Linked DNA regions of Sus scrofa: region 2 is linked to region 1. The links are chromatin contacts, called in public HiChIP or PLAC-seq maps. All regions are on one chromosome and are shown on one strand. Each heading gives the region's core, a stretch centred on a gene start, on an enhancer-like site or on the middle of the called end of the contact. The rest is flanking DNA. Distances are from core to core; before and after follow the strand shown. Region 1 holds the start of RBM4 (RNA binding motif protein 4). Region 2 holds the start of CCS (copper chaperone for superoxide dismutase).

Region 1 (3,166 bases), core at 586-3,085:
AAAAAACTTTTCTGCTCCAGTTTTTTCCTCAGGGCAGGGTGGGGGTGTTTGCTCGATCTCCACGGTCACACAGAGGAGTCTTTTCTTCGTCTTGGACCCTGGGAGGTTGGTTCCCCCAGGGAACTTGCTTCCACGGTGCCTCCCGAGTGATGCAGCCCTCAACCGAGCCCGCCTCGGGGACTTTATACCCTAATTGAAGCTGAACCCGTTAAGCGTTCCTTTTACCACCCATGAAAATAGTTTCAATTCGGGGTTTGCTCCGGGATCCGGTGTAAATTCTTGGCCAAAGGAGGAGGCTGGTTTTTTTAGGTGGGACGCTGTTTTCTTACCTGGTTTCTGGGTCTGCGTAAGCTACCATCCGCAGCATCGTGGCTGCAAGGGGTTGGTGTTCGGGAGTTTAAATTTGGAGGAGAAGGCAAAACGGAGCGCACGTGGATTGGCGAGATGTGGAAGCTTGACAAAGTTGGCGCCATGAAGCTAAACACCGCCACACCAGAGCTCTAACTCGCTCCGCCTAATGGCGGGCGGAACCCCGCCAGCGAAGCCCACGTTGGTAGTTCCGCCTTCACGCCGACCTCTCACCCAATCAATGACTTCGGCTTCTCGAGAGAGGTGCTCATTGGCTTTCGTCTAAACGCTTCGGGGTTACTGACGTTTACACCTCTTCCCGGCCTCAGGTAATTGGCATTCGTGGTAACCAATCAGGAAGAGGATCTACGGGAACGCCTGCCTTTTACTTTATTGAGCAGCCAATCCTGTGATAGGCTCACCTCCCTCTACCCAGAGTCACTTCTGCGGCCGCCGCCATTTTAGCGTTTTGTCAGGAGCGTCCGCGCCGCGAGGAAGAGCCCCTGCTGATTTTCGTGCGGGTGAGCGACTCCGAACCCCTCCACTGCCTTTCTTTTGTCTCGTTAAATCTTAACTCCTTCTTTGCGCCTCAGGGCTGTCCTAGTGGGGTTGTGGCCTCCGCACCCGTCACTGAGAGACGACCTCGGTGCTCGGCATTGCGCGGTAAGCCTGAAGCAGCCCTTCCCCCACGATCTCCTCAGAGAATACCTTGCCTTCTCCCCACCTAGCCCTCTCTGCCTGGCTTACAGCCTCGTGGTTTCCACGGAGATAACCGCGCTTCCCTTAGACTTAGAAATTAAGATCCTTTTTCGAGAATTTCTCAAGCCTCGAGACGTTGGCCGGCTGGTGAGTCTGAAGCCCCCTTCTCCGGCCATGCGTTTCTCTATTCTGCAGGAGCTTGTAGGACGGCGCCCCTAGAGAGGCGTTCCCCGCTCCAGCACTTCCTGTGGTCCCCGAACGCTTCGGTCTCCGGCCTAAGGCACCGGTTCACTGCTTCCAAGGGAAGCCCTAAAACGTAGCTATTACAAGGTCCAATTTTCCGGAAATGGTGGCTAATTCTTTGGTTATGAGAAGACGACCCAGTTCATAATTTCAGACGGTCAATCCAGCTAGCAGGGTAGTTAGAGATTTCTTTTTTACAGTGGATAGGAAGCCCAGTAACACCACCCCCCCGGGCTACATTTATGCCCTCACTTTTCGTTTCCATTCCCGTTTGGAAGAACTACGAAACTCTTAGCAAATCCTTTGTCTATGTCTACTAAAGAGCTCTGTTATAGATGCTTTCATGTTTTTATAGGTTCCACAGCTGGAAGTCTAACGGGCCTCCTTATTTCCATTTCCTTTTGATGATGTTGTAGAGGTGTGCGTGTGAAGTGTGTTAGAGGGGGAAAACTGGCAATATTTGTCAGACCGAAATTGGTAACTGATGTGGGCCTGAGGTCTTTTGTTAGAATTTTTGTTTCTTCTCGCCTAGGCTGTGTCCGAGATGGTGAAGCTGTTCATTGGAAACCTGCCCCGGGAGGCCACAGAGCAGGAGATCCGCTCACTGTTCGAGCAGTATGGGAAGGTGCTGGAATGTGACATCATTAAGAACTACGGCTTTGTACACATAGAGGACAAGACGGCGGCCGAGGATGCCATTCGCAACCTGCACCACTACAAGCTGCACGGGGTGAACATCAACGTGGAAGCCAGCAAGAATAAGAGCAAAACCTCCACAAAGTTGCACGTAGGCAACATCAGTCCTACTTGCACCAACAAAGAGCTTCGGGCCAAATTTGAGGAGTACGGTCCAGTCATCGAATGTGACATCGTGAAAGATTATGCCTTCGTACACATGGAGCGGGCAGAGGATGCAGTGGAGGCCATCAGAGGCCTTGACAACACAGAGTTTCAAGGTGAACCACCCTCTTTGGGAAGAGGACTGAGCACAAGTTTTTGTGTAGAAGATAGGTTGGATAAGTAAAGGAAGAGGTCTAGGATAGAGATACAGCTGTTGGCAGGCTAATGGTGAAGATTAAGTGTGGGTGATGGACTTAAAATGGAGAAAGCATGTGGTTTAGAGGCTTTACTTAGAGCAAATCAAGTCTAGGAGAAGAACCACTTGGCTATAGTTTGGAGCCCCTAGGCTTTTATGCCTATTAGTGCAGAAATCCTTTTCTCTGAAGAGTTCTTTAGTTGTTTTGTCGTCGTCTTTTTTTTTTTTTTTTTTTTTTTTTGAGTGGAGCGTATAGCAGTGGTCCACTCTGAAATTTATTGCTTTAGCACATGTTATTTTGCATTTGGAGGACCTGGCAAAAGCTGGCTTAAGCGATGTTATTTAAGAGTTAAGATTATCTGTTAAACTCCCCACCTCATCCCAATTACAGCTTCCCAGTAAATGTAATTAGTTGTTAAACTAGTTTTTAGAGAACTAGTGTCTTTAAGAGCTATAGTACTTACTGTTTTTCTGTTACACTTGTACTAAGAGGTTCTGATTGGAGGATGAGAACACTTTAGAATTGAGGCTAATCTCAGGAGTTTCTGAGTTGGGGGGCAGTGATGACAATACCTTTTGACTGGTTCAATATCCTTGGTGAATAGAGCATTTGGATGGGTGTTGTCTTGGAGCCTTGTTAGATGAATTATTAGTGTGCCTGGAAGGGAGCATGAGTGATACTATGGATAGATAGTTCATTTGGAAGGTATTTTATTTTCTTGCTTTAAGATCGAAGTTCCTATGGCCAGAGTGGCAGTAGTGAAGGGGGTGGTAACCATGGTGAGTTGCTAACTCTTCTTTCACTCACTTTGGATTTCCAGTGTCAAAAAAGCCTTTCTC
Region 2 (3,671 bases), core at 665-3,164, 50 kb before region 1:
GTGTTGGCTCCCTGGGGATAAAGCCCAGCCAGCTCGGTGTTGATGCTGCGACGCTGTTTTTCTTGATTTAGAAAGGCTGAGGACAGGAAGGCCGACCAGTCTTGAATGGCTGCAGGCTCCACCAGGGGCCCCTGGTCGAAAGAGAAGTGGTCTTTGGAGACACGGCTCATCAGCTCCTTGTAAATCTCCCTGATGCTACTGCCGACAGAGAGGTCCACATCCATTTCCTCGACAAGTCTGGGTTCCAGCTCGCCAGTCAAGTGGTTGTACAAGACTCCGGCCCCGTCAACGTGGAAGGAATCCACAAAGTTTCGCCCCGAGACCTGTACAGCGGCTGCCTGGACCACCTGATTTCTTAGCTTCAAAGTAACAGTCACCGGTTGTGCTTCAAGTGGAGGGGGCGTGGGGGGGCGCTGCCCAGCCGCTTCATTCTCCTCCAGACCCTTCAACATTCTCTGCAGCTCTTCCATGTGGTGTCCTGGGCGAGGGCGGTAGGTCAGGGCCCCCAGGAGCGGGGGCAGGCCTGAGTCCACCAGTGAGCAGCGGGTCCGATGCAATTCCATGTTCCTCATTATCTGCTTCAGGTCCTCAGCCACTGTGTCCCCTGCCAGCTCAGGTTTGCTCTCTGCAACCAGGACCAGCGGGGTTAAGGGTCGAGGAGAGGGCGGAGGAAGACCCAACTCATCTGCTAGCTTCCAGCCCTCACGTAGGGAGGGCAAGGACTGGCCCCTCTGGAGCTGGAAGGAGAGGGGCAAGTGGGAGGGGGCGGGAGTCCGGCTGGGGGGAGCCGCAGAGCACGCAGGCAGGGACGCAGGCTGTGGAGAACCCAAGTTGCTTTCTCTCTTCTTCTGCACGGAGGACAGCCAGCGGAGAGGCTTCCTCTTCTTCAGCTGGGGAATGGACTTCAGTTCCTTTACCGGATCCAGTTCAGGCTCACTGACAGACTCTCGCGGGCGGCTGAGCTGGATGAGATCGTTCAGGCTGAGGTTGAAATTCGGCACTTGGGCAAAGCTAGGGCTCTCATACCACGGGATAGGGCAGAGCCTGAAAGCCTCAGGGGAGCCGCCCGGGCGCAGCCTGGACCTGCGGGCTTGGGCCTGCTCTTCCTTCAACAGGGCGCGGAAGTCAGCGAGCAGCCCACGGTAGACGTCGGGGCTGGTGAGGAAGATTGTGCATTCCCTGGCGAGGCTGGCGGCCAACCGGGTGAGCGTGGCTGATTCAGTGAAGACACTTGCAGGTGTCGACAGCATCTTCTGAAGGTGCAGGGAGCGTACGAAGAGCAGCTCGCTGCTGAGCAGCACGTAGACCAGGAGCCGCTTCCGCAGCCTCTGATTGTCCAAGTGGCTCAGACCAGGTTCCGCGGGGGGCTCCTGCCAGCTGCATTTTAGCTCGTCCAGGATGACCTGGGTGAAACAGAGTCGTACCTTCGCAGGCGCGCGCGCCTCCAGCCCGCTGCTGGCCAGCCGCTCCGTTACCTGGCGGCAGAGGGACGCCACGGTCAGTCGGGAGAAGGGCAGGGGCAGCAGCATGGGGACCTCCTTCGGGAGGCGCTTCTCAGACTCTGTGTGCGTCGCCCTGCGGGGGAAGAGCGACAGCGGACGCAGCAACTTGTGGTAAAACCTCTGGAGCTCTGGCTCCGGCTTATTGGGCTCCATCTCAGGGCTGGCATCCCGGGCCCGGCAGGCGGAGCTGGCGGTTGCTGAGGCAACGATGGCCCGGATGCCCAAGTGCGCCTGCGCGGCCCATGCCCGCCGCAGCCTGGTGGTGGGTGGGGAGGCGCGGTGCCTTGTTTGCGTGCGCACCAGGAGGCGGGGCGAGGAGCGTCTTCCCGGGCTCCGCCTCCCCGCGGCGCTGTTCTGGGTTGGTGCCTGCCGACCCGGACAGAACGGGTCCTTCGGCAGGTGCCTGGGTCCAGGATGGCATCGGACTCGAGGGACCGCGAGACTGCCTGCATGGTGAGGGTCGAGGCCTCGTGTGGGGACCTCGCAGAGCACAGAGCCTCGGCGTCTGGGGTGATCGTTAACTTGAGAATGGGGGAAGGAGCGGACGCCTGGGTTGGGGCCTGGGGCCCCAGCTCGAAACTGGAATGTGAGACCAACAGAGCCCTTGGCGTTAATGTTGGGGGGTGGGTGTTGGTCCTGAAATGATCGTGAGTGATAATGAAGGAGCTTGAGGAGGAATCACGTGGGGCGCCGTTACTCCAGGCCTTTGGGGGTGGTCATAGGGGAGATAGTGAAACAAAATCACGCAAGAAGGAATTTCCCAGCTCTTATCGACCCGTTCCTGCTACCTTTGCAGTTAGAGTTCGCGGTGCAGATGACCTGTCAGAGCTGTGTGGACGCGGTGAGCAGGAGCCTGCAAGGGGTGGCTGGTAAGAGCCAGATCCGAAAAACTTTTCTTCCAGTCTGGAGGCCTCTGGGAGGGACAGGAAGCTCTCTTAGACCAACCCTACTCCCATTTACAGATACAGAAATTGAAGCCTGGGGAGAGAGTGTTTTCAGAGAACCAGAGGCGGAGGCTGGAGTGCAGGGCTCAGGCTTGCCCAGCCAGATTCTTCTACTGCCTCTAATTGGCTGCCCCACTGGTGTCTTAAACCTCAGGTACCTGGAGAGTGAGGAGGTAGACAGAGCATAGCCCCCTGCAGGGGATGTTCCCTGGAAAACAGGCAGTTCTTGTTTGAGAAACAGCGTGATTTTTTTTTTTTTTTTCCTTTTGTGGGCTGCACCTGCGGCATATGGAGGTCCCCATGCAAGGGTAGGGGTCGAATTGGAGCTGTAGCCTACACCACAACCACAGCCATAGCAACACCAGATCTGCAACCTATACCACAGCCCATGACAACACTGGATCCTCAACCCACTGATCGAGGCCATGGATCGAACCTTTGTCCCTAAGGATGCCAGTCAGATTCGTTTCTGCTGAGTCACGACAGGAACTCCAACAGCGAGTTCTTGACAGAGTAAACAGCTGCCCTGGCCATGTTCCATTCCAGGTGGCTCTGATTCTTAAAAGCCAGCTAACTGGTCTGGTGTCTACTTGGCACAGTTGGAAAGATCTGTGAAGGCAGAGCCACCAGCATGGCCCTGGAAACTGCCTGCCTTTGATTCTCTTAAAGATTTATCCAGTCCTGGAGCTCCCATCGTGGCTCAGTGGTTAACGAATCCAACTAGGAACCATGAGGTTGTGGGTTCTGTCCCTGCCCTTGCTCAGTGGGTTAAGGATCCGGCGTTGCCGTGAGCTGTGGTGTAGGTCGCAGATGCGGCTCGGATCCGCGTTGCTGTGTCTCTGGTGTAGGCTGGCGGCTACAGCTCCGATTCGACCCCTAGCCTGGGAATCTCCATATGCCATGGGAGTGGCCCAAGAAATGGCAAAAATACAAAAAAAAAAAAAAAAGATTTATCTAGTCCTTCAGCAGGTATAGACCAGATACTGGGGGCTTCTAAGGGAGGAGGGTTGACAGGTGTTTCAGGCACAGCCCCTGCCCTCAGGGAAGATGAACACACAGGCTTTGTGCTGTGAAGAGCAGGAGATGAGATGTGATGGGCTCTGAGGACAGCGGTGGCACTTGGCTCTGTGCGAGGCGGCAGTGTGTCATCAGTATTAGGCGGCGTGTGCTCCAAAGTCAGACTGTTTTGGGTTCAAATCCCCTCTTTGCCACTTAATGGCACCAA

The links. HiChIP or PLAC-seq counts read pairs in DNA pulled down with a chosen protein or histone mark.
Region 2: an H3K27ac HiChIP or PLAC-seq map of skeletal muscle shows a contact between it and region 1. The contact joins the promoter of CCS here to the promoter of RBM4 in region 1. A contact is called at or near these places in 4 of 47 Hi-C or Micro-C datasets (embryonic fibroblasts, epiblast stem cells, heart right ventricle and 1 more) and 2 of 2 datasets of contacts at active chromatin or transcription factors (alveolar macrophages and skeletal muscle).

The regions. Positions count from the first base shown.
Region 1 is chr2:5,781,849-5,785,014 of Sscrofa11.1, reverse strand. RBM4 (RNA binding motif protein 4) reads left to right here and starts at 1,835. Exons shown (of 2, transcript NM_001123187.1): 1 at 1,835-2,246. The coding sequence starts at 1,835.
Region 2 is chr2:5,831,506-5,835,176 of Sscrofa11.1, reverse strand. It overlaps CCS (copper chaperone for superoxide dismutase), which reads left to right and starts at 1,914. Exons shown (of 8, transcript NM_001001866.1): 1 at 1,914-1,955; 2 at 2,299-2,371. The coding sequence starts at 1,917. It overlaps CCDC87 (coiled-coil domain-containing protein 87), which reads right to left and starts at 1,746. Exons shown (of 1, transcript XM_003480670.4): 1 at 1-1,746. The coding sequence starts at 1,655.